Linked DNA regions of Mus musculus: regions 2, 3, 4, 5 and 6 are each linked to region 1. The links are chromatin contacts, called in public promoter capture Hi-C maps. All regions are on one chromosome and are shown on one strand. The core of a region is the stretch at or near the end of the contact, and the rest is flanking DNA. Distances in the headings are between cores, read along the strand shown.

Region 1 (4,101 bases), core at 1,083-3,582:
TGTTCTGAATCACTTGGAAGGTTGTTAGAACATAGGTTTGTGAGCTTCTCCTCCAAAATTTCTATTACTGTGGATTGGGGTATGGCTAAAAATGCAACTTTTCACAGGTTTCCAGGTGACACAGAAGCTGCATGTCTGGGGACCACACCATGAAAACAAATTAATCTATGACTTAAAGGTCATCAAGTGTCAGCAATCAGGAAAGAACATATTTTCCAAATCCCTAGCAGTTCATGATAACATGGGGTTCCAAACAAGCTCCATAAGTTCTCTACAAGTGCAGCGAGGACACAGAACTCTGTTGGCAGGGGTCCCCAGGATCCCCCTCAAAGTCTGGCTACCACTGAGAGCATCATGTCCAAAAGGTAGACACAGAGCCACACTCTTGTAATCTCACCACTAGGGAGCCTGAGACAGGAGGATGGTCTTGAGTTTGAAATGTGACCCAACATTGTCATTCATATCTTCAGGAAGGTAAAGCTAGATCTTGAAATATATTCAGAAAAGAACCTAAGGATGAGTCAGAGCAAAGTGAATTTATTAAGTAGCGATAAGGGACAACACAAACTTCAGATTTAAGCCCAAGTACAGGTAAGACTGTGGGACAGAGGACACACACATACACACACACACAAGCACAAGAGAGGAAGCCAGTCTGTCTTGAGGAAAGGACAATAGTACACATCTGAGACGTGACTTTGTGTGTGTGTGTGTGTGTGTGTGTGTGTGTGTGTGAGAGAGAGAGAGAGAGAGAGAGAGAGAGAGAGAGAGAGAGAGAGAGAAAGAGCAAGAGCGAGCAGTTATGCTGGGAGTCTTTATGGTATATATATCACATATGCAATATATACATATATGTGCATATATGTGTATATGTATATATGTATACATACACATATAATTCTGCAGCTAAGTTAACTTGCTCAAAAGATGTAATTTACAAAGCTTAAGAACTAAGAACAGTTTAAAAATAAAGGAAAGTCATGATTTACTTATTTCTCTTATCTTAAAGAACGCCCCTTTTGTAAAGAAGATTGTCAGGTGGTTTTATGAGGCTTCTGTTTAGATTTAGAGTTGAGAGAGTACTGCTAACAGGGTTAAAGTCAAGGCTGCAATCACCCTGGCCCTGAGTAGCTGCCACAGTGACTGTGACACTGTTGTTTGAGATGTAGAGGGAAGAATGAGCACTATCTTGGAGACAGCCTTGGCTTTAGTGGTTGTGTTGATGTTTCTTGACACACAGCCAGGAGGAAAGCTAGGTCTCCGCGTGAGAGGCCTCCCCCTTTCCCACACTCCCTTGTTTTCTTTGTCTTCCTATCCTGCCCCTATCAGTGGGGAAGTAGAAGATTTTTTTTTTTTAAGGGGAATGAAATTAAGGGGATTTGTCAGGAAATGGAACAAGCTAGTTGAAGGTAACTTTAGAGTTAGTACAGCTGTCGTCCCAGGACCTGAGTAACAGGTACCACCGGGAACAGTTTGTTCTGGAAGGCTCTCAATACCATTCAACAAGAAGTACAGACTTCCTACAGCAGGGAATTCCTCTCCCATCCACACATGATCTTCTTCTGGGACATGTAGGCATAACCAGCTATCTCCATACAGTATAAACTTTTCCACGGCACTATTTAGGAGTGACGTGCAAAAAGCTATATTATTATATTATATATAATATAACATATTATATTATATTATTATATTTATATTATATTATTGTATCTCAGGCGTTTGTGAGGATAACAGCTTAGATTGGGAGATGGGTTATTTGAGCTGTTGCGTTCATTAATTTTTTTTCCTAGGTGTCACTGATTGGAGCGCTGACAATTTATAGAGATTATCTGAAATGCATTTAAAAATGATTTGAATGCGGATTTAGGTTGCCAACAAGAATTGGAAAAACCTCCAATGGCTGGGGTATCCCAAAAGAGGGTCTGAAGGCCCTAAAGATGAACACTGCTGCTTTGGGGTGCACTGATAGGTGTCACCTCCAGATCCTGAATTAAAATTCAGGTACGGAATGAGCAGGCCTGAGACTGCATTCTCTCCAGAATCCCAGAAGATGTCAATGTTGCAGACTAAATTTTGAAGCAAGGTAACATTGGAAAATCCATAGCTGTCACTGGGGAGAGAGGCCTGTTCCCCGACAGAAGGAGGAAGCGAGCACTGCTTAAGGCTGAGGCTGGTCCTAGGCAGGGAGGGTGTGGGGACACGCGTGTGCGGCCGCCTGGGCAGGGCCGGGATGCAGGGCGGGGAGGCACAGGTAGGTTAGACGAAGGTAGGCCGGGCGCAGCGCTGGGCTGCGAGCGCTTTCAGGTCTTTCGGCCCTCGGCGGCTCCCATCGCAGCTCCGGGGCGCGAAGCGGAGAGGGCGACGGCGGCCGTGCCTCCGCGCGGGCGCGCGGGCATGCCGACACCCACTCGGCCGGTCCCGGCGCCTCGGCTCCCGGAAGCGGAAGGGGACTGCGGCCCGGCCTGGGCGGCGGAGGCGCGGAGCCGAGTGGAAAGCGGCGGAGCGGGCGGCGGTGAGTGTGGGCCGGCGGGCGGTCCCGCACCTGCCATGCAGCATCCCTCCCGGAGACCGCGGCCCTGAATGGGCTGGGGTGGGGAGAGAAATCCGCCGAGTTCTCCCCGGGACTCTGGCGTCCCTGCACCCCCGGGGCCCGGGCTGTCGGCGTGACCGAGCGTTTCATTCATTTCGAGGTCGCTGGTGCGGAGCTGCAGAGGACCCTCTGGGAGAAAACCGTGCACCTCCATTGACCTTCTCCCTCCTCTCCCTCGGCCGGCCGCACCGGCTGTTTTGAGAAAATGGCTTTCCGCATGGCAGCACTTTGCACTTGTTACCATTCCCTGTAATCACTCGCTGAACGTAACCTGCGCTGGTCGTTTAAAATTTATGGTCTTTTCTCGAGATGTATTTGGGTCACATTTTAAGATACCGTATGAGTCAGTGGAAGATGTTTGTATCTCCAGGGCTAAGAGGACCTGGCCGGTCATTACTTGAAAATACTGCAATATAGCAGTTCATAAAAGTACAGGAGGGGCTGGGTAAAAATCAAGGTCATTGTGGGTGGGTCATAAATCAGTGTAAAGTTTCAGCCCAAAATAAGGGCAAATAAGGGTAATTAAGTGTAAGTTTAAAAGACTTGTCCAATGGGTCCTCCACCCACTGCTAATATGCATACCCCTCACCCTCCCCCCCCCGACCCCAAATTCACTCCCTACTTTGTGGTAAAAGATAATGATAGCCGTTACCATTTGATGACTGCTTAGTGTGTGCCATTCCTAGATGAAAGGGTTTGGTGCAGTATCTCATTAAGTTCTTCCAGAGCTTGAGATCCACGGATAAAGTTCAGAGGGTACCCTGTTGCCACCTTAGTTGTGCCCTCTCAGTAGTAAGGCTTTTGAAGAGGAGAAGTGGTATGAAATCATTTGGGGGAAAAAAAAAAAACCAGATACAGTTTGGAGTTGAAGACAGAAAAGCCAGATTCGCTTTTGGTTTCTGTACTATCCAGCTATGGGGTCATGGGTAGGCCAGGGATCCAGTGTTATTTTCTCATCTATACAACTAGGTAGCCAGGCTACGTTTTTCTAAGCGGTGATCTTTCAAGCTTTCTCATGTCTGTCTGGGAAATGTCTGCTTTTAACTTAACACCCTTTTGACATGGTGAGGAGGATCCACGGTGAACATTTACCTCATGACCAAAAAAAAAAAAAAAAAAAAAAAAAACAAAACAAAAAAAAAAAAACAAAAGAAAGACCTCCAGAATTCAATTTGACTGTAAAACAGCAGAATTATATTAGATGTCTTCAAACTATGGAGAGCTCTGTTAATACTTAAGGAGCTGTAGCTAGAATAAACACAGTGTACATGTTTAAGAGAAATTGATGTCTAAGCAAGCTTTGTTTACTTACGAAAATTTAAATACCTAAGTACCTACGTATCGGTACGTCCATTAGGATCCAGACAAAAAGAAATCAGTTGGTCATAACCTTTTCACTTATGTGCCCACTGCCTGACTTCTCTAATTCATAATGGGTAATTCAGAATTCTATTGGGAAAGCACATGTAGTAGTAGAGAGACTAAGAACTCTGGGAAATGTCCACTTG
Region 2 (4,101 bases), core at 687-3,186, 2.0 Mb after region 1:
AATTTCCGTGTTTAGCTGCACATGTTGTGATAAATTGCAATACGTACTCCACAGATTCATAACTTTCTTTCTTCTAATATTTGGTGTTGCTAGCCTTTTGGTGATAAAAGTGTAATGCAAGACTCCATGCTAATGGGCAGATTAAATTGAGTTCAGTCATCATCAATTATATCAATAACCATCTAAGATAATGGAACTTATTGAGCTTTTAAAATACTAACATCTCAGCATATGACATCCTTCAGTTATGCATGCCACAGTGAATGCCAGGGTTGGGAAATGCCTACAACGTTGCAGAAAACAGTGTGTGTAAGATGTGTTAGCCATGTTTTGTTCTTCTAGAACAAAATCTATTATGTCATCTTCACACGAACATCCATAGTTGCAAATCTGGTTCAGTTGTCAAAAGAAAAACCATTCAATTACATACATAGCACGGGCCTGCAATAAACATTTTCCTGTGCCCTTCGGTTCAGTACAGCTAGGGGCTGTAAAGTCTAGGACTACACTGACATCTAGAGGAAAGCGGCCCTAAGCACAGAGCTTTTCCAACGACTTTACAAGTTTCCTGGCTCAGTTTTCAATTTTATTATTAATTTTTGCCATGCATCTTTGCCATTCTCTTGTTCTCTAAGCTGACTATGAATTTATTTATTTTTTTTACAGAAATACTCTGTCCTAAAAAGCATAGACTAATGCAGAGAAAAAAGAAAGAAAACCAAAAATTCCCACCCGTTAGTGAACTAAGATTTCGTACAAAGATGAAGTGAATCTTTGTCACTTTCCGACCTGTCTTTGCTGGGATTAAAGTAGCTGAAAGGTGCTAAAGAAATACCTGAATAGTTCATATTGTTGTCCTTCCTATAGAATTGCAGACCCCTTCAGCTCCTTGGGTGCTTTCTCTAGCTCTTCCATTGGGGGCCCTGTGTTCCATCTAATACCTGACTGTGAGCATCCACTTCTGTGTTTGCCAGGCACTGGCATAGCCTCACAAGAGATAGCTATATCAGGGTCCCTTCAGCAAAATCTTGCTGGTGTATGCAATAGTGTCTGCGTTTGGTGGTTGATTATGGGATGGATCCCCAGGTGTGGCAGTCTCTGGATGGTCCATCCTTTCGTCTCAGCTCCAAAGAGGCCCCTTGGTCTTGCAAACTTTATATACCCCAGTACAGGGGAACACCAGGGCCAAGAAGTGTGAGTGGGTGGGTAGGGGAGCAGGGTGAGGGGAGGGTATAGGGGACTTTTGAGATAGCATTTGAAATGTAAGTGAAGAAAATACCTAATAAAAAATTGGAGAAAAAAAGAAATACCTGAATAAAATTCACTTTACTGCTTTAAAACTATGTATAGTGATAATAAAATTATTAGGACAAAATGTTAATATATACATACACACGTGCACACACACATATATACATATATCATACTTATATATACATATACACATACATATCATAACATGTATATATATACACACATACACACATACGTATACATATACATATACGTCATATAAATTCACATACACATACACTCCAACAATTTGGTACGTGTGCTATGTGTAGATGATCTGTTAGAATGCTTTCATATATTTTAAATCTAACCCGGAGTATCAGTTAAGGAAGTACATCTCCTTAATTTAAAAAGACAGATATGCATAAGCCGACTCGGTCTCAAACGTGTATTTTAGAGATGAAATTGAAACATTGTGGTTTCAGTATGGACGTAGGGAAGAGCTGAATGTTTTCCTTAGTCCAGGAACATAGAAATACATTGAGCTGGGCAAGATCTATTCTGAGGTTGCCTCTCAAAACCCTGGAAGCACCAAACAGGCAGCCGGTGCAGCGCGCAAAGGAGGCTTCTGGAAGGAATGCTGCCAAACCCAGGCGCTCCATCATGATTTGCATAAGTGCAAGCGCAGTTCCTCCTGCGTTGTAGTGCTGCACCCCAGACGCTGGGAAGCAGCTGAAGCAGCAGATGACCGTTTACTTTGCCAGAGCGCGTGAAGCAGAGAACATCCCCACATTACTCACTAAGTAATGAGGAGGGGACTGAGAAGCGTTCCGCGGTTCTGACGGGCCTGCCAGTTAGCCCCTGGGCTCTGCTTTGTGTGCTCCACACACAGCAGAGGCTCTCAGGAGGTAATGCAAATGAATCAACAGACAGCGAGAGGTCCCAGCAGCAGCAGGCAAGGTACCGCCTATGCAACAGGGCGTGATGACAGATAATTAGCTGTGACATGCCCTCGATGGCACTGGGAGGAGAGCATTCAGTTGGAAATCAGCGTGCTACAAGCTATGGCAAACCTAGAGATCAAACTTTGCAGCATACATATATATATATATATATATATATATATATATATATATATATATATATATATATTTACAGATGATTGTTTAAAAAATGTAGTTATCACTGAACTTCGTAGAACCTCTTGAAGTTTATTAAGTTCTTTTACATTAAAGCCCATACACCATCACTACAGATACACAACATACATTCTTACTTTGAGTGTTTACAAATTTATTTTTGTTTTGTAGAGCTGTCCTTATTTTAAATATAAGAAAACGGTCGCTTAGAGAAGTTATGAACTACTAGAGGACCGGCAAGCCAGTGGGGCACGCCTTTAACTTTGGCACTCAGGGAGCAAAGGCGGGCGGAGTTCCAGGCCAGCCTGATCGATGTGGTGAGGGAGTCTGAGACAGTTAGGACTAAGATGTTGGCATTTCTACATGATTTTATTTTTCTTCTTAAAAGCTGCTTGTTTGTTTGTTTATAAAAAACATTCTAAAGGTCACTACTAGAACTGGGAAAGTTTTGAACTACACATTAGAAAGGAGTGTTCTATTTCTGTCAAATTTCCTTTCCATTTCATTATGTATAGTAAGAGAACTTTCCTGAAAAAACATTCACAGGGGTGACACAACTGAAACAGGAATAAAGGGCCCAAATATCATCTACTTACTTCTATTCTTGCTCAGGAAACACACCACACACACACACACACACACACACACACACACACACACACACGAATAGTAATAGCGAAAACATATGTGCAAAATGTAGTACCAGTTAAACCTACCTATAACATTTTTGAGGGTGCATTATATTCTTGCAAACGTTCCACACACTGGAATTTTCTTAAGAAAGCTAAACATGGATCATAGGTCAGTTTTTCTTTGAAAGCTTTAGATATTTGTCTACCAAATTAACCATTCCTTTCAATATCTGTATGCTTAGCATAGGCCAAGTGGGTCTGATTCCCACGCCCGCCTAGCCCTTTCAGCTTGGTCACAACCATCAGTGTCTTTAGTCGGTCAGGCTCATCTATTGTCTGTGGATGTACTTGGATGCTGTAGCACCCACCTTTCATTGTGCGCCCGGAAGAGCCTGATGACCATGATGAAGGAGCGTAATTATACAAGAAACGGGGACACATGCTTGCTATTATTGTTTAGCTGGGAATGTTAGCAGTATGGGGGGATTATTAATTACAAATGTCTCTTCCATCAACATAGAAGCTGTTTCTTCTGTTTTCAATGATCACGTGAGCATTTTTAAGCCAGAAAAAGAGCGGCAGCTGCGAACGTTGTTCATTTCAGCCAGAGTCGCTTGTTGCCCATAATCAAAATTGTGAAATGTGCTCAAAGGGGCCATCTTGTGGGAGATTTCTATTCAATTTTCAGCAGATTTATTGACAAAATCGGGCCAAATCTGAGGGTAAGAAAGAAACAACAGCATGGTAGTACATTTGATGACGTATCATAAGCTTCTGGCTTGAAATCTAAATAACAAAAGGGGTCCAGAATATACCTCCAAACACAATTTATTTAATTGAAACAAAAACTGTTCTGATTTCTCTCAGAAGGCACAGTAAGTTTTATTCAGTGTCCCTTCTTTTCTTCCTCATATTACAAACCTAACAATTGTGTGTGTATGTGTGTGTGTATACAACAAAAGGGAAATTGAGAATAAACTTCTGTCCTATGTTGCACATTGTGAGATATACCATACTTCATTGCCATTTCTTATATTAAATTTTTTCTCTTGGTCAAGACTGATGGAGCTCTGTGAGTTGCCTGTCGACTTTGCCCC
Region 3 (4,101 bases), core at 1,190-3,689, 1.6 Mb after region 1:
ATGAAATCAAGCTTCCTAGAGAAGCTAGAATTGGGGTGACTTGTACGTGTTTGAGGGAAGCCACATGCAGAGAAGGAGTGTGCAGATAGAGAAGAAAGGTTTTGGGCATTCTAATGCTGTACACTGACCTGCAGAGCCTCCTTAGAAGCTGAGTTTCTTTCCTACTGTGTGGCATAGATTTCCTCTGGTCTACATGTGTCCCTGAGAACATGTGTGGGGCTCATTTGTTCAGTCTTCCCACTTCCTGTTCCAGCTTGCCTCAGTCTGCTGATTGAGTGAGAAGTAAATGCTTTTATCTCATTAGTACTAGGGACACCTATTGCTTAGCTTTGGGTTTTTGCTTAATTTTTGGTCTTTTTTTTTTTTTTTTAACTTTTCCAAACCTGATTGGCATAGACTGCTTTTCTCTAAGAAGACCTTGTCCTCACCAGGCTACCGTTAGCCTCTCCTTCAGACCCTTTGCCTGCATTCCTTTACCTTTCACATGTCCTCTGCTTAATGAGATCTTATGCCCTGAAGCGTGTCATGTGTAAAATATATGAATACAGAGTATAATGAACACACGTGCTGATATATTTTTACTTCTTTAAAATAAATAAAAAATCCTATATGGATTTCAAAAATAAAATGTTTGAACATTAGTTTAACACAGAGATGTGGGTTTTTTGAGGAACATCAAAATACCAAACACAGTAACATATCATAATAACTCTTCATTGAATGGTAAATATAATTTTCCGAATATCTTTGATAAAAAATATCTGAAGGGATTAAAGTTCATAGCACTATGTTTCTGGAAACCCACCTCTTTGGCTCCAGCCTTTCATGTGAGCGGCATGGAGGAAACTGCCAGTGTGGTGGGCAATGAGGATACAGAGTGAGGACCGGAGAGGAAAATGATAGATAGATCAGCAATGGCTACTTGCTAAGTTGCAACAAGTAGTCCAGGTGATGCTGAAAAGTCAAAATGAGAGTACAAACCAGTCCTTTGATGGTCCCTGTGTCTAACTGGCTGTTCTCACGGTGTACATCTTTGCACGTGTGTGTGTGTGTGTGTGTGTGTGTGTGTGTGTGTGTACGCGTGCGTGCGTGCATGTGTGTGTGCGTGCGTGCGTGTGTGCGTGCGTGTGTGTGTGTGTGTGTGTGTGTTTGTTTTTGTGGTTGTTTTATTCTGATTCTCTGCCATCTTTATTGTCAAATTTCACTAAACACTGGCCATGCACTATAATGTGAATATGCTAATATTCCAAGCTAAATGATTGTCATGTCTGAACATTCTTCACTGTCAATAAGATTAAACAGTCAGGCGGAACACTGTGGCACCTGACCTGCTATCCCAACACTAAGGAGGCTGAGTAAGGAGGATCACGAATTTGAGGTGAGCCTGGGCTGCACGACAAAACACTGTCAACAACAACAACAACAACAAAATAAGAAATAATTTAGTTCCCTACTTTTATAAATGAGTTGAGTTTTTTAAATTGTCAACAATATATTGTAAAAGCTACCATTGAAAACTGTTTTCTAGCAAGTGATTTTTTATTTAACTCAAGTGTTTGGAAGTAGGTTTTTCTAAAGGATTAAATAATTTAATATGACCTCACCCTGTTCTAAGTCAAGGGAATTAGCAGCCAAGCATTAAGGGTGCACATTGGAAGCTGGGGTGACCAGGATGAATGAAGAGCAGCTGGGGCTGTCATTAGCATGTGCTTAGCTGCACTCTCCACAATCCAGACATTAGACCCGCCCAGCTTCCAGCCATCAGTGTATACATTTCCACCAGGAGGATCCTGAGATTGCTCAACTTCTACTGTCTTCACAGGGCAGGTCTCCGCAGGTGAGCAGCTTTCCCAGCGATTGTGTGTATGACTCAGAGTTGCTCTAGTGGCTGTGCCCATAGCAGTGTGAGGCAAGTTCCCATAGAATATTGCCACATGATAGTATTGAGACACTTAGAGGGAAAATAAAAGAGACTAAGCCAAAGAGGTATTTTGATGACTGTTGTGTTTAGTATTGATATGCTAACACACACTTGGTTCAATATCTGTGTCATAGTGATTGCAGTATCAGGTTCTGCACTGATTTAAGGTTTGGACAGCTTACACAGCATGCGTGCACTCTCATCACTTAAAGCGTGTGGCACTAGAAAGCAATGCTCTGACTGAATGGACAGCAAAAACATAAAAATAAAAATGGGTGAACTTGAGGCTAGTGCTGGCCACCATTAATGTGTTTATTTATATGGGTGAGCTCATAATGTATGTTTCAAAGGAAACATTAGAAACAGAAAAGTTAGAATTATCTACAGTAAATAAAAATGATAGACAAGAAGCTATTACACCCACATTAAAATATTTGGCTCCCTGGGGACTGTCAGCCTCAGCCAGTGATAGTTTGCACATATACAGTGCAACAGTGACCCCATTAGGCAGAGTTTCTCTTCCTTTTCTACCTTTCCAGGTGGACAAAAGGAAGAGATGCAGGCAATTGGGCAAAATAGGGGTGTTTAGAATGTGCCAAGGAGGGAGGTGAGATTTTAGCATTATCGTCATAGTGCCAATGATATTTAGCAAGTTCTTACTCAATAACATAAATTATTGAATTTGAATAATCAAAATTCCTGAAGGACAAGCCATATCTCTACGGTCCCCGAGGATACCGGCATAAAGTTGTCTTTAATTAAATGTACTTGAAATTCTCTAAAGTAAACCCGGGAGAGAAACTAAAACAAATCCACTGAGGAAGTTGCACTTCTGAGGTCGAACCACTAGAGGGCAGGAGAGCCCTGCTACTTTTGTTTTGCAACAGTCCTCTGGACACTGAGCCCCTCACCACTTGCCCTTGCCTGGTCCCCACCTCATGACTGGTTAAATGGTCTCTGCAGAAAGGGTCTCCAATCTTATTTCTAAAGTACCAGGCCTTTACAGTTCCCCAGGGACTTGTACAGAAGCAGAAAGCAAGTATGTATTTTACAGATTACATTGTTTCTGCTTTTGTGGAACTTTGTTTTTTGCTCTGGAGAAAAAAAAGGATAGAGCCACAGGCTTACAAGGTTTGTCCTTCCTTCCTTCCTTCCTTCCTTCCTTCCTTCCTTCCTTCCTTCCTTCCTTCCTTCCTTCCTTCCTTCCTTCCTTCCTTCCTTCCTCCCTCCCTCCCTCCCTCCCTCCCTCCCTCCCTTCTTTCTTTCTTTCTTTCTTTCTTTCAGAAAAGACCAAATTAGCTAATTTTTTACAAATACCTTCTTTATGAAAATCTAATTTAAAATGGGACAGTTTTAAAGACAATTTTAAAATGTAGCTAATTGTATTCCAAACAAAATATTCCATATAAGAAAACTAAAAGAATATCCACACTAAGTGCCAATGCTCAGAAGCCAGACGTTTTATTAATATTACTACTACTTCACAGAATTTTTAAATTACTTTGAAAGCACATTTTATGGTTTTCTTTTCCCACCCTCTCAATAGAGCTTTCATTCTGATAGGATGAGAGATTTGGTGGATTTTTTCCTGACTTAAGGTGAAGTCGGCTTGAGTGTCGCTTCAGGGCTTTAGTGGAGAGGATTTAAAGAAGCCGTTGTTCTCCTCCTTCGCTGACCTTCAGCCTCCTCTTGGTAAGTTTCATCTCTGGAACAAACAGAAATAAGCTTATCTGGCATCTTTGGCTTGGGACACTTAGAGTTACGCTTCTACAGACATATGAGCCTACTAAGTTTTCTTGCTGTAGAAGAGTATGATTTGAAAAACATTTTTTTTCCTTATAGAGAACATGCACATAAAACTATACTCTAGTCTTAGGCCCTTAGGATCACCAAAATAGTCTTCATTCTGTTTAATGGCAATTTGTATCCATTGAACATGGTAAATTCTGAAAACTAAGGCATGTTATCCCTGTGTGATAAGAGCCAAGGTTCACTAAATTAATAAACATCCAGTATTATTAACACTCCTGGTACCTTCTTAGTTTTTGTTAAAGTCTCCCCTCTTCACAGAAGTGCTTCCTGACACTTTACATTAAGTGGGTTTTAAGCAGAGATGACAGCTAATACTGTACTGTGTCAAACAGTGCCTTCAATTTCTAGCAAAAGTAATGCATTTTTAC
Region 4 (4,101 bases), core at 1,039-3,538, 1.5 Mb after region 1:
TGCAGCAAGAGGCTGCCCTGCTGACCAAGTGGCAGAGGATTATGGGAATTAACTATGAAATAGTGGTAGGTTGGCTTGCTCTTCCTGTTTCATCACTTGGACCTGTGTCTGTGCAGGAAATTCTTGGGGAAAATAATGATACTCATTGAGAAGAGGCCTGGGGAGAGGTCAGAGGTCGGAGTTTCTCGAAGCTGTCATGTTGCTAAGGGACAGAAATACATGGTTTGCAAGTTTGTCATCATGCCTCAGTATTTCTGAGAGTGGTGGAAGTACTGTTCACACAGGAAAGGGTTTCCTGATTCTACACATGTGGTTTATAGAAAGAACCAGCATAGAGTGACACCTTACTTCAAATAAGTTAAAGCTTGCCTTGAGCTATGACTGAGCTGTAGGCTTTTCCTCCTCCCTCCCTCTTTCCTCATCTACCTTCCTTCTTTCCATGTTAAAAAGAGTCACTTCAGGCAAGGCATCACGTAGCCCAGGTTGGCCTCAGGTTCTCTGCATAGACAAAGGACCACGCATTCCTGACCCCTCTACTTTCCTTTCCCTAGTGCTGCACATACAGGTGTGCACCATGCTCCACCCAGCATTGCCTTTGTCATTCCTATTCATTTTGCTTTTGTGATACAGTGATTCTGCCTGGCTTTCATATCACTTATGGCAGTGTTGGTTATTTATTTGCTATTATAAAAGGTAGCAAAGTTGACTCACGTCATTGAAATGTCAGGAAAATCAAAAGCAAAAGTAAAACACTACATTCAGTATAATTTTTCATATTTATAATAATTCCTTTATGCCTCTAGGTTAGAAGAGGTAAAAGAAAATAGATGATATATATTACAGGTATCTCTGACTTTCACTGCTAAGTAGTGTTGTCAATGTTGCACTTCATTTTCATAGCAGTACTTGTTTGTAAAAACTCAAGGTAATTAACATCAAATCAGAAATGAGTAAGTACAGCCAGGAGCATCTTAACTCTTAAGTTGGAGAGGAATACAGTAGGAACAGTTGAAGAGCACTTCATTTAGCACTGACTTCATGGGTGGGATTAATGTGACTGGTATGGACAGCATCATTTGCTGTTTAGGGGGTAATTGAATGAGAGGTGGGCCCTCCACAAGCCATTTCATCTATATCAGAACCAATCCTGAACCCGAAAGGCCCCTTGTGTACCTGTTGTCTGCATATTTCCTGTCCTCTCCTAAGAGCAGAAGCGTGCTGCACGACAGGACCACATCATTTGTGATCTGTGCTCTGGTAAATGGGTGTAGTCCCGCCTTCTCCTTGCCTACTGTGTACTTGGCAGCATTAATAGAATTATAGAGGGGGTGTGGAGCAGAGATAGCTGGCGACTTCAGTGGGAGCCTGGCCTTTTCTTAGAGTAATTGAGCTCTATTTGGGTTTTCAGGGTTGAGAAGAATGCTTCTCAGCATCACAGCTCAGAGTCTGGTGACTTCACTCTCATACTGACCTTTCACCCACCACCTTAAGATGTGAGAGGTCTTGTTTGGTAAAGTTATTATTTGTGGGAAATGACACATGGCACCCCATGGTGTGCATAGCAGCAAGTCCCAGGTATGCAGTCTCCAGGCTGTTAGCTGTGCTCAGGTCTATAGGAATTTTTTCGGAGAATGCTCTCAGGTGCTTGAGGCTAGACATATCCCTTTACTCTTGGTCTTTGAAGCCATTTGACATAAGTATCTTTCACTGGTAGCACTACAATAAGACTTTTAAAAAAGTTTTTTGACTTTTTTTTGGATGAACTTAATATTTATATGACTAGAAAAAAAAAACAGAAAAATGTTAGAGTTGTGACAATTTTTCTCATTTCAGGTGGCTCATGTGAGCAAGTTTAGTGAGAATAGTGGGCTGGGAATAAGTCTGGAGGCAACTGTGGGCCACCACTTCATCCGGTCTGTGCTACCAGAAGGCCCTGTGGGACACAGCGGGAAGCTCTTCAGTGGAGATGAGCTCTTGGAAGTAAGAAATTCTGATTTCCTTCTTTCTACTGATGCAAGTTGGGAAAGGCTGCTGGAGAATTAATAGTGATGAATATATCATAAAGTCAGTCCAAAGCAGAGATGCCAAAGCTGTGTGTGTATTCCAACTTGCAGATCCAGTTCCCCGTGTTCTCTTTTGGTGGTTTTTGTTCTGTTGTGTTTTATGCTGTTTTAGCCTTCAGAGACTATGAAACTTCCATGACTATTTTTCAAGTATATATTCAGTTCTTAGAATAGTCGACACCTTCATATGCTTCCATAGAGAATAACGACAAACAGCAAAACGCATCCTGTCTGTCCCCACTCACTCAATTCTTGTCGCTCAGTAGCTATCTACTGGTATTTGTTTCTCTGCAATCTGTCAATGTTTTTTTAAATGCAGAGAAAAAAAATGTTCCCAGTTTTAAAAACATTTTACCATACTATATATGCCATTTCTAGTCTTTCTTAGTAAAATCATTAAATGCTAATTCTTTGTAGCCTTCTCTCCTGCATCTACTAGGAATATTTGTATTCTCTCTCCCTACCCTACATTCACAGATGAAACCTAGAGAGAAGCTGAGGGTTTTACCATGGTACTTGAGAAGCTCTAGGTACAGCGAGACTCTGAGCTCAAGTTCAGGTCCTGTTTGGAAGTGCTTGCACAGGTCTAACTGCAGGTCTCGGCAAGGCAGAGCCACAGCCACTACCATAAAGAAATGTATGTTGTGGGAAAATGGTGCTCCCTCACACACAGACCTTTGTAGTTTAAAACTTATTTTGTGCGGACCTGCCTTTCTGCAGGTGAATGGTATAAATTTGCTTGGGGAAAACCATCAAGATGTGGTCAATATTTTAAAAGAGTTGCCTATAGATGTGACAATGGTATGCTGCCGTCGGACTGTGCCACCCATTGCCCTATCAGAAATGGATAGCCTGGACATAAATGATCTTGAACTCACAGAAAAGGTAGGCTGGACATAAATGATCTTGAACTCACAGAAGGAAGGCTAATTTGATGCTTAACACTGTTAGAATGTTAAGGTATTTTTATTTTCTGCAAGACTTGATTTTTTTTAAGAGTCTATGCTTATAGATCTAGAACCCAAACAGCTTGGGCTTGAGTTCAGTCAGAATTGATGCTTACCCTGAACAAAGCACCTCTCCTTTCTAAACCTCAGTTGTTGTTTTTGTCTTCTGTAAAATGTAGGTTAGGATGCTGCCCATCTCATGGACAGTCTCTCTGTAGGTGAAAACAGTTACAACAGATAACACTGCACACTGTGAACTTGACAGTAGGTCCTCCCAACTGCATGCCTTGCACTTGACATGAGGTACCACGCACCATGTGTATTTGGAGTGCCTCCATTAACTAGCTCAACCCCAATTGGCAGAAGTATGCAAGTCGTATACAGACGGAAAAGCATATCTTTATTTACCCACCCTGCCACCTCTGGTTTGTAGTTAACCATTTAATAGTTAAAATATAGAAAGATGTGTTTTAGTGTTTGTTTGGGTTTTAATTCATTTGTACATTTTAGTGTAGATCATAAGTTAACTCACAATTCACATCAAATAATACTCTATGGTGTGTATTTTTTATATGCTTATTCTTATCTGTTTGAATCACAATATCCAAGAACAGAGCTAATCATCTTTTTGGAAGGTGCTGCAACATAGACCCCTGGTCAGATATTGTGAAGCAGGGATTTCTTTTACCTTATGCTGAAGGAATCAATACAATGGAATAATTTTGTAACTTAAAGGGTAAAGTACAGAGTTTATCATTCACGTGGGTGATCATAACAGGAAAGAACAAGAAACATGATTCCAAACTGTGCCAGTCTAAGGCTGCGCAATGGCCTGCCTGAATATGTTCGTTTGGAGTGAGAGGGGTGGTCACAGGAGAGCAGAGGAGGAGGTTTGCGTCCATGGCTCTGGGCAGTGCAATAGAATATGAAAGCAAAGGCAGCACACAGACTAGACAAACACACCTTTCTTAGATTTGACATGCTCATGCAGATAAGTGGGGTTGGCTTAACCTGTTTCACTTTCTTTTGTTCTTAGGTTTGTTGTTGTTGTCATATGTTTTGTTCTGAGAGAGAAGTTAACATTATCCCTA
Region 5 (4,101 bases), core at 1,134-3,633, 1.4 Mb after region 1:
GAATTTCACTGCCCATAAAAATATAGAGATTAACAAGAAGTAATGCAGAGATGTCCCACTGCAGCCTGAACCCATCGGACTTCGTCATATCTTGGAGTCACCTGGAGTACGTTCTGACACCTTGTTACTCTCCTGACTTGATATTTCAGAGTTAATTTTTCGAGAGAAAATCTGGCCTGACTCTTCTTTGTGAGCCTTGGCAAATTCTTAGTCTGTTGGTGGTATGGCTGCAGGCCCAACTCTCATCTAGTGAATGTAGGCAGTGACTGCATGTTTTTGGTATGCAGGCCTGTTTATATGTGTACCAGAAAAAGAACTTCAGTGTAAAGGAAAAAGCCTTTAAGGTATTTCAGCCTTACAACAACTGCTAAGCGAGTGGTGGGCTACCTCCTTGTTTCTGCACAGGTTTCCCTGGCTTTGTTAATAAAAGCCAGATTCTCATTTCCATGGTTACCTTATGACAATGATGAGCAAGAAGTGGAGAGAGAGCAGATGTTAAGAGAGTCAACAAGTAATGAAACTTATCCTTCATTCCCAGTGTTAGAAGTTTGTTATTAAAAGATATGGAAAGGTAGAGCTAACATCTTTTCTGGTTTGTCCTTTCTATGTGGCTCAAGTAAAAGGCATTCTTTACCCAACAAATCATTATTGCTAGCATTATAAATTTCTAACATTCTATCAAAAGTTCAGGCATAGTATCTTTAACAAATTAAGTATCTTCAGAAAATGAAAATCTTTAGTGTACCTATTCAGATGTTTGGCCGTATGGTGCCAAACACCTGCATGTTCATTCAAGAAGCCTTTGTTGAAATGCTTGAACAGTTATGTGATGGTAAACCAGCTCAAAGACTATGAGTCCCAGGAGGGCTCAGAGTTCATCTAGTTTCTCCATTCTAGAGGTAGCGGTTGAGTGAAGAGGGTGGACAAAAAGCTCCGCTGTTTCAGATGGTGGAGGTGACTGTCACACTTAGAGTTGCTCCTTGCTTACTGTTGCTCATGTCAGCATGTTTCTTGTCAGGATGGTAATAACTTTGATTCCAGAGACTCAACTAGCTGAGTCTTAGAGGTGTGGTGCAAAGAAACAACCACAATAAAAAAATACCTAAAAAATCTTTAAAAATTTTTTTCTTTTAATTCTCAGGATGATCAGTTAGTCTCAAAACACAGGAAAAAAATAGAAGCTTCTTCTCATTTACTGCTAACATTCCAGCACTGCCCAAGGACAGACACTGGCCACAGCACACATATGAAAACAATTTGCAGTGCCTATCAATACAAAATGTATTAGCTAAAGTCCTTGGACTTGAAGTTAACAGGAAAGGTTTAAGATTAATGGGTCTAGAAATATCATCATTTTCCCTTGGCATGGTCTTCACGACATCTTCAGATTCTTAAAAATGCAACATTCTGCTATGAATCTACTGGTTTATCCCTTCAGTTGATTTTGCGAATCCCTCAGACCACGAAACAACAAAAACTAAGGCATGAGCTTTGTGCTACGTGCCACACAGATGAATCGCTATCTGATCTTGTTGCCCTGAGAAGAGGGTCATGCCACACGTATGGAGGTTGTCAATTGCATGGGTGTTTTCTAAAATCCACTATGAAATTAAACAATCTAGGAAACAAGTCAAACTACTATCGCCTTAAACATTATTCTTTCAATAATAATAGCTTAAATTATATTTTACATAATCAGCTATGAGGTATCTATTGAAGGTAAATGTAACTATACAGCTTGAGTCCCTTTGGAAGGATGTAAGACAATTATGCGCTTTTCCCAGTTCTCTGACGACATTTCTGGCCAGATCATGAAATTAAATCCAGCCAAAATTAGATAACAATGAAAACCTTACAATTAATTTATAAGTGCTCTTTCAAACTGCAGAAAGGCTTAAGACTGAAAGCAAAGCAAAACAGTTTGAGCAAACATGTTCATGGTAAGCCTGTACATAATTAGCAACATACAATAGCAAACACACACACATTGTGTGGCTTGACTTTTGACACCTCGCTTCTGTTAATAAAATGTCACAAAAAAAAAATGGTGACTCAATTGAAAATGTAGCATTCATGTGTGGCAATTACAGTTGGGATTTTAATAACAAAAACTACCATTTGTTTAAAATTTAAATTTTGCAGGCATCTTTTGTACGTTTTCTTGTATAGCTCTCATAACTTTAAGAAGAGATGAAACGTAGAAAACTAGAGCAATTCTTCCCTGGGTTGCATAACTAAGAAGAGAAAAGTCAAGTTCCAGATCCAGTGTCTGGTTACAACCACCTCAAGGTTAATTTTCACGTTGTGGACACATGAGCATTTAAAAAGTAATTACCGTAGAGTTGAGATGAGATTGTGAAATGGAAACAGACAGATGGACACTAACTTAACTCTGCCACAGACTCGGTGAGTAACTGTGTCTCAGTCACTTCATTAGAGCAAACTCCACTTTCTCATTTACAAAGCAAAAAGTTTCTCTTGGTCATTTGGGAAAAGCATGGCTTCCAAATCAAATGACTACTTGTGTCTCTGAGATGACAAATTGTAATGACTAAACCTATCCGGATGTCGAAAGGATAAGCACATTTTAAGCCAAACACAGACTTAAAATAATGTGTTTCTCTGTGAACCTTTTGATAACTAAATCTAAGTAGCAGTTACTAGCTTTTTATCTGTATTTCACAGCACCACATCTATATGGTGATATACAAGTGAAGATATACTAAGATGAAATTCTCAAATCTTCATAAATAATATTCATTTTCTCTGTGTTGCAAAAATTAATTTGAATGCTTATGGATATTTTTCTAAGTTTTATCTTTCCTGAAGAAATCTGTATAGACTGGGTTAAAAATATTTTCAGGAAAATTTTAAAATGAAGACAAAAATAAAAATCGATTACATAATAGACTGGGATTGGAGCAACATATAAATCCTACTTTGGAATGAAAATTCCTATCAATCAATTATACAGTGTGTCAATGCAGTCGTAAATTGAACAAAGATTGAATTTTAAGACCTTACTTATCCATCATTCTTAGTATTCATTTCCTTATTAAAATGAAAGGAATTTTCCCTCTATTTTAATGGTATCTCTCCCATTTACAAAATCATCCAAATACTTTATAAACGGAGACTAATTTCCTGTCTCAGCTTTACTATGTTTTGCCAAAATATCCCCAGTCCAAAATCAAATAGCAAATCCATGATTCTGAAATGGCCTCAGTAAGCCAATTTTCCCTAACCTCAGTGTCGTCTTCTTCTTCTTCTTCTTCTTCTTCTTCTTCTTCTTCTTCTTCTTCTTCTTCTTCTTCTTCTTCTTCTTCTTCTTCTTCTTCCTCTTCTTCCTCCTCTTCTTCTTCTTCCTCCTCTTCTTCTTCCTCTTCCTCCTCTTCTTTTTCCTCTTCTTTCTCTTCCTCCTCCTCTTCCTCCTCCTCCCCCACCCATCTCCAGCCTTCCTTCATCTTCCCTGTTCAAATGGTTCTCCCAGTCCACAAGAAAGCCATCTTCTGCATTAGGAAAGAGACTTCTTTCTAGTAAAAAAATAGTCTTTGCTTTTATAACCTTAGATACCTTGAAACCCTGTTCCAATTAATCATTACTTCCTTGACTTGAGGCTTAATATAAAATATTCATGTCTACTTCCTGCATACCAACAAGTGATTTCCATTTACCATCCAGCATCTTTATTAGCTTTACCTGTGTTCTTGCTGTAAATTATGAAATGAATTATAAGTTTCAGACTAACTGGAAAAAAAATATATATATATATAAAATTACCCAATGACTTCCACCATTGCAGCATACCTGCAACTCAAATTTGAGGATTATGCTGCTATACAACATAAAAACATAGTATGATGATGGAATATTAGTGTTGTTTATTCTCCATTTAAGTGGACAGGGTAGTATTTTTCTCTCACATCTTATAGTAAACTCTAGGGTTTAGAATATACTTAGCTATTTAAATTTTTGGCAGGATATGATTCTGTTCTAGAAACATACTTTATTTATGTTTATACATTTTGATTTATTTCTATGCCTCTTTGCTGTGTCCCCAAAGCCTCATGTAAAGCACATAGAATATTAGAGCAGAAATAT
Region 6 (4,101 bases), core at 646-3,145, 1.3 Mb after region 1:
GTTTCTTGACATTTATGATGTAGAAATTTATATTTTTATATCCACTTCATTAGAACTGTCCCTCTAAAGAGGGGTTAATCTTCATCAACCAAGTTTTTTAAATCTTTCAAAGTGAACACACACTCACTGAGCATTTTATAGGCATGGGACCTATGATGAATTTTAAGGAAAAATATCTATCCTAAGAAGCAGTAGAATATTTATTTACAAATTAATAAAAATAACTAAAGATGATCATTACCACTCCCCAAGCAAAAAAAAAAAAAAAAAAAAAAAAAAAAAAAGCGTGAAATGGCCCCTCAACAACAAAGCTTAGCTATGGCAGGGCTGACCCAACAGAAGTCATGTTTATAACTGTCATATTTTATTTTGTCAGAGATTATGACGTGGCATGCCCTTTTCAGTTAAGCTTCTATCGACATCTATTCTACCTCTATTGCATGTCCTACTGACACTGTTGCCTTAGCATGCAAGTGCATTTCTGAATTCTAACAGATATGGTAGATAATTAGAAGAACTGCAAACAGAACAAAATTTCTATGTAACAAAAAATATAATTTCTAACACTAGGTCTCTGATGTTATCCTGAATGATGAGATAGTTGTTTAGTTAGTTTATATACTTTTGGTACCAAATAATAATAAACTGAATAGCTATCTTCATTCTACGAGCAAACTGCAATGCCTTATAAAGTTTTCCTGTTGTGCAGTTCTAAAGTATCCACACACAGCTGGAAGCCCCACTTTTAACTTACAAAATGAGAAAATTGGAAAATATGATGCCATTTCACCAAGCGCCCTAGTTAGAGCAATTTGCAGGATTGTTTTCTATTAAAATGTAAACCATTTATGAAATTAAGTAAAAACAGACTATTCAAGTGGAATATAGAGAATATCATTTGAATTCAAGTTGAGAAGTTCAACACATTTACAAGAATTTTTATATGTCCATATACTGTTATATATGGACTCAATCTTCCATATCAGAGGAACTAAAGAAATGAATGTTCTGAGATCATCTACAGTGTTCCTCTGCATCTGAAATGAGGTTTACTTATATATTCAAAGTATATTGATGATCTGGACATTTAAGTACTATCTCCTCATTCACAAGTCATGTACATCACCATGGTTACATGACGGTGTCTCTCTGTTACAGTCTTCATACTTGCAGAAACAATGAACATGACCAAGAAAGCTCTAGCTTCATTAGAAGTAGAAGAGAATGAAACTCTATTACTTTTTCTTTAGGGTTTACTTTCAATGATTAATCTGTTTGTATCTAGTGTTACTACTCAAACTCTGAACCAATAAGTCTGAAGAATAAAATTTGTGCCTTCCTTCCTACTTATGGCTTCCATAAAATCCAGCAATTGATGACTGTTTTTATTCCTCTGGTGCCACATCCATAGGATAATGGTAATATTTATCTTTACAGTTATTTATACAACTGAGTGAGTTATTATGTGTGGGATACTTACACAAAAGATGTATTTCTTCATTGATTGCTTAAAATGTGTCTGTAGCCATTGAAGACAAGCTTAGCCTTATAGTTCTGTTTAACAAGAATGTATTTAAAAGATTAGCTTTAATTTTTTAGTAAGGTTCATAAATAATGCTACAGTTTGAATGTGATTTTCCCTTCTAAAATTCACACTGAAATTTAATCCTCATTATGAAATATGAAGAGATGGGGCAAGGTAGAACCTCTGAGATGCCTTTAGAGCTCTGCCCTCCTGACTAGCTCATCATTCAAGGGATTAACATATTATCTCAAGAGCAGGTCTGCTATCAATTCCAGTTTGGCTATGTTTCTCTTAGGCTTCCTGCTCCATGTGGAGCCCTGTGCCAGCTGGGAACTCTAGCTGCAAGAAGATCATCACCAGATGGGTACTCCCAACATTGAATCAGAAGTATGAGCTAAAAGAAATCCATTTTCTTTATACTTTACCAAGTCTGTGGTATTGTGATATGAGCAACAGAAAACAGATTAAGACACATAAATTTCAAATGCACTCAGTAGTTCTATTGAATAAATATCTGTTAAATAATGTGATAGAGCCAAAGAAAAGGCAAAGTATTAAGGGTCGTACATCAGTGTGTTTCCAGAGCAAGAAGCATCTGCACTCACATGGAAGATCCCTCAGACTGCTCAGACTGCGCAAGTCTTACAAAGAAATATGTGTCTTCTTGTGATGAAGCAATAATGTGGCAAATTAGTTACAACAGGGAGTCTTGAAACACCTACCAAGAAACATCTAGAAGCTGACTTAAAAATGCTCAAAAGAATTGAAACAGTATCCATAAAATGATTCAAGGAGAGAAAAGCTATACAAAGACAAATTAATACCCAGAAAACTTTCAAGATACCTGGGATACAGGAAGAAGCTAATATGTCTGGCATGAGTAGTTTCAAATAAGGATTTTGGCCACCTTATTAATTTGATTTGTTAAAAGACAAAGTAAAAATCACATTGTCTTTATCACAGAAGAGATATTATCAGAGACCAATTTTTCATAGTTCTTGAGTCAGGGTCATCGCGTCTTTGAATTAAAGCCAAAGACTTTTGTTTGAAGCCAAAGGTCCACGAAGCATGGGAGATTTATTTTCCTGATAAAGAAATGTGTGACTTTTCTAAAGGGAGAGAAAATGTGACCCAAGACTTTGAGGGTTCTGAAAGGGGCCTTTATCACAGCTCTCACCAGCTCTTGTGCCTTTTATTCATGTTTGCCTCTACCACCACCAAGTCTTCCTCTGATTCACGCAGAGCAGATGGTCTTTCCCATTTGGTAATTTAGAATTTAGAATAACAACTCTATCCAAACAGGCATATCGGCAATCCTCCCCCAAAGGTTTTTTCTTTCATGTGAAAAGAAATTTTGTACAGCTGTTAGGAGAATATCGTGTTCTCTATTTCAGCACACAAACTATCTGAAATGCCTCCAATCTGCAGGTCTTCCATACTCTGCTCCTGTAGTCATAAAACTACAGGGAAACGGTTATCAGAAGCACTGCCTAAATCTATGACTATCCACAATCACCTTGTCATAGAAATCCATGTTCAAAACTATCAGCATCCTTGATAATGACTAGTTCATTGACTATGCAAACTTCTCAAATGAAATTTTCCTTTCCGCACTATTGCTTGGTTATTTAAAGTAAAAAGAAAAATGTTCATTAAAATCTAGGCAGGATTTAAAGAAGTAAAAATGCTAAATTGTTGCTTCCTCCTAGAAATTGCTTACTATCAGGATTTCTTTGATGATTTTATTTTTTTGTGAGACAAGGTCTTACAATTTATCCCTGTCTGGCCTGGAACTTCCTGAATCAGGATATTTTTGAGTGTTGTGATCATAAAAAGAGAAAGAGCCAAAAGAATATGTTCTGGCAGGGTGTGGGGGGAGGGGGTGCCGCAGTGGGCCCATGCTGAGGCATCCCTTCCCCCTGAGGGACCAGACACATAATGGTATAGTATAGAATAGAGTGTATTTAGGACGTGGGGAGGGGAGTTGAGAGTAGTAGAGGCAGAGAAAGGCAGAGAGAAGGAGATAGTAGATAGGCTGGCCAGAACCACGTGGAGAGAGGGGAGAGAGGAATGGGGAGAGAGGGGGTGGAAGGGGGCAAGAGGCAAAAGAGAGAAGAGAGAGAGAGAGAGAGAGAGAGAGAGAGAGAGAGAGAGAGAGAGAGAGAGAGAGAGAGAGAGGATGGGCCAAATAGCCCCTTTTATACTGGGCCAAGCCTACCCGGCTATTGTCAGGTAAATGTGGGGCAGAGCATACCCAGCTGCTGTCAGGAACTGTCGGTGTGGAATTTAGACAGAATATGAACACTGAGATCAGCTATCTGTCCACCTCAGCCTCCTGAATGTAGGGATTAGAGGTTTGAGCAACCTCTAATGGTTCAGTGATTTAGAGTTCTTACTACCTATGCAGATGACCCAGTTTTGAATTCCAGCACCCACACAACAGCTCACAGCCGCCTGTAATTCCAGTTCCAGGGGTTCGAACATCTTCTGACCTCCTTTGGCTTCTGTGCAACCACATGGCAAGCATACACACACTTTAGTACAAACACATAAACGCTAAACCATCAAACACTGAT

Evidence for each region. Promoter capture Hi-C pulls out the DNA fragments that hold promoters and counts their contacts.
Region 2: a contact with region 1 is called in a promoter capture Hi-C map of hippocampal neurons, with 12 times the contacts expected there. The contact joins the enhancer-like site here to the promoter of Zdhhc21 in region 1. A contact is called at or near these places in 6 of 39 promoter capture datasets (the 3T3-L1 cell line, cranial neural crest, embryonic stem cells and 2 more), 1 of 115 datasets of contacts at active chromatin or transcription factors (astrocytes) and 1 of 9 other capture datasets (adipose tissue).
Region 3: a promoter capture Hi-C map of hippocampal neurons shows a contact between it and region 1, with 11 times the contacts expected there. The contact joins the enhancer-like site here to the promoter of Zdhhc21 in region 1. A contact is called at or near these places in 6 of 39 promoter capture datasets (the 3T3-L1 cell line, cranial neural crest, hippocampal neurons and 2 more), 1 of 115 datasets of contacts at active chromatin or transcription factors (astrocytes) and 1 of 9 other capture datasets (adipose tissue).
Region 4: a contact with region 1 is called in a promoter capture Hi-C map of hippocampal neurons, with 7 times the contacts expected there. The contact joins the enhancer-like site here to the promoter of Zdhhc21 in region 1. A contact is called at or near these places in 6 of 39 promoter capture datasets (3T3-L1-derived adipocytes, cranial neural crest, frontonasal cranial neural crest and 3 more), 1 of 115 datasets of contacts at active chromatin or transcription factors (astrocytes) and 2 of 9 other capture datasets (adipose tissue and liver).
Region 5: a promoter capture Hi-C map of hippocampal neurons shows a contact between it and region 1, with 10 times the contacts expected there. The contact joins the enhancer-like site here to the promoter of Zdhhc21 in region 1. A contact is called at or near these places in 9 of 39 promoter capture datasets (the 3T3-L1 cell line, cranial neural crest, embryonic stem cells and 5 more), 2 of 115 datasets of contacts at active chromatin or transcription factors (astrocytes and embryonic forebrain) and 1 of 9 other capture datasets (adipose tissue).
Region 6: a promoter capture Hi-C map of hippocampal neurons shows a contact between it and region 1, with 9 times the contacts expected there. The contact joins the enhancer-like site here to the promoter of Zdhhc21 in region 1. A contact is called at or near these places in 9 of 39 promoter capture datasets (the 3T3-L1 cell line, 3T3-L1-derived adipocytes, cranial neural crest and 6 more) and 1 of 9 other capture datasets (adipose tissue).

The regions. Positions count from the first base shown.
Region 1 is chr4:82,857,904-82,862,004 of GRCm38.p6, reverse strand. It overlaps Zdhhc21 (zinc finger, DHHC domain containing 21), which reads left to right and starts at 2,332. Exons shown (of 9, transcript NM_026647.4): 1 at 2,332-2,515.
Region 2 is chr4:80,862,661-80,866,761 of GRCm38.p6, reverse strand. No RefSeq gene overlaps it. Among named protein-coding and RNA genes, the nearest start is that of Tyrp1, 30 kb to the right of the region's middle. Within about 2 kb of position 1,936, at least 95 of the 459 cell types and tissues checked have an H3K27ac peak or open chromatin away from gene starts, as enhancers often do. A contact at or near this core is called in hippocampal neurons, where this site is marked.
Region 3 is chr4:81,250,834-81,254,934 of GRCm38.p6, reverse strand. No RefSeq gene overlaps it. Among named protein-coding and RNA genes, the nearest start is that of Gm25803, 86 kb to the left of the region's middle. Within about 2 kb of position 2,439, at least 17 of the 459 cell types and tissues checked have an H3K27ac peak or open chromatin away from gene starts, as enhancers often do. A contact at or near this core is called in adipose tissue, hippocampal neurons and liver, where this site is marked.
Region 4 is chr4:81,361,873-81,365,973 of GRCm38.p6, reverse strand. It overlaps Mpdz (multiple PDZ domain crumbs cell polarity complex component), which reads left to right. Exons shown (of 47, transcript NM_010820.3): 13 at 1-65; 14 at 1,834-1,980; 15 at 2,784-2,948. Among named protein-coding and RNA genes, the nearest start is that of Gm25803, 26 kb to the right of the region's middle. Within about 2 kb of position 2,288, at least 3 of the 459 cell types and tissues checked have an H3K27ac peak or open chromatin away from gene starts, as enhancers often do. A contact at or near this core is called in hippocampal neurons, where this site is marked.
Region 5 is chr4:81,500,308-81,504,408 of GRCm38.p6, reverse strand. No RefSeq gene overlaps it. Among named protein-coding and RNA genes, the nearest start is that of Mpdz, 60 kb to the right of the region's middle. Within about 2 kb of position 2,383, at least 7 of the 459 cell types and tissues checked have an H3K27ac peak or open chromatin away from gene starts, as enhancers often do.
Region 6 is chr4:81,538,440-81,542,540 of GRCm38.p6, reverse strand. No RefSeq gene overlaps it. Among named protein-coding and RNA genes, the nearest start is that of Mpdz, 98 kb to the right of the region's middle. Within about 2 kb of position 1,895, at least 7 of the 459 cell types and tissues checked have an H3K27ac peak or open chromatin away from gene starts, as enhancers often do. A contact at or near this core is called in hippocampal neurons, where this site is marked.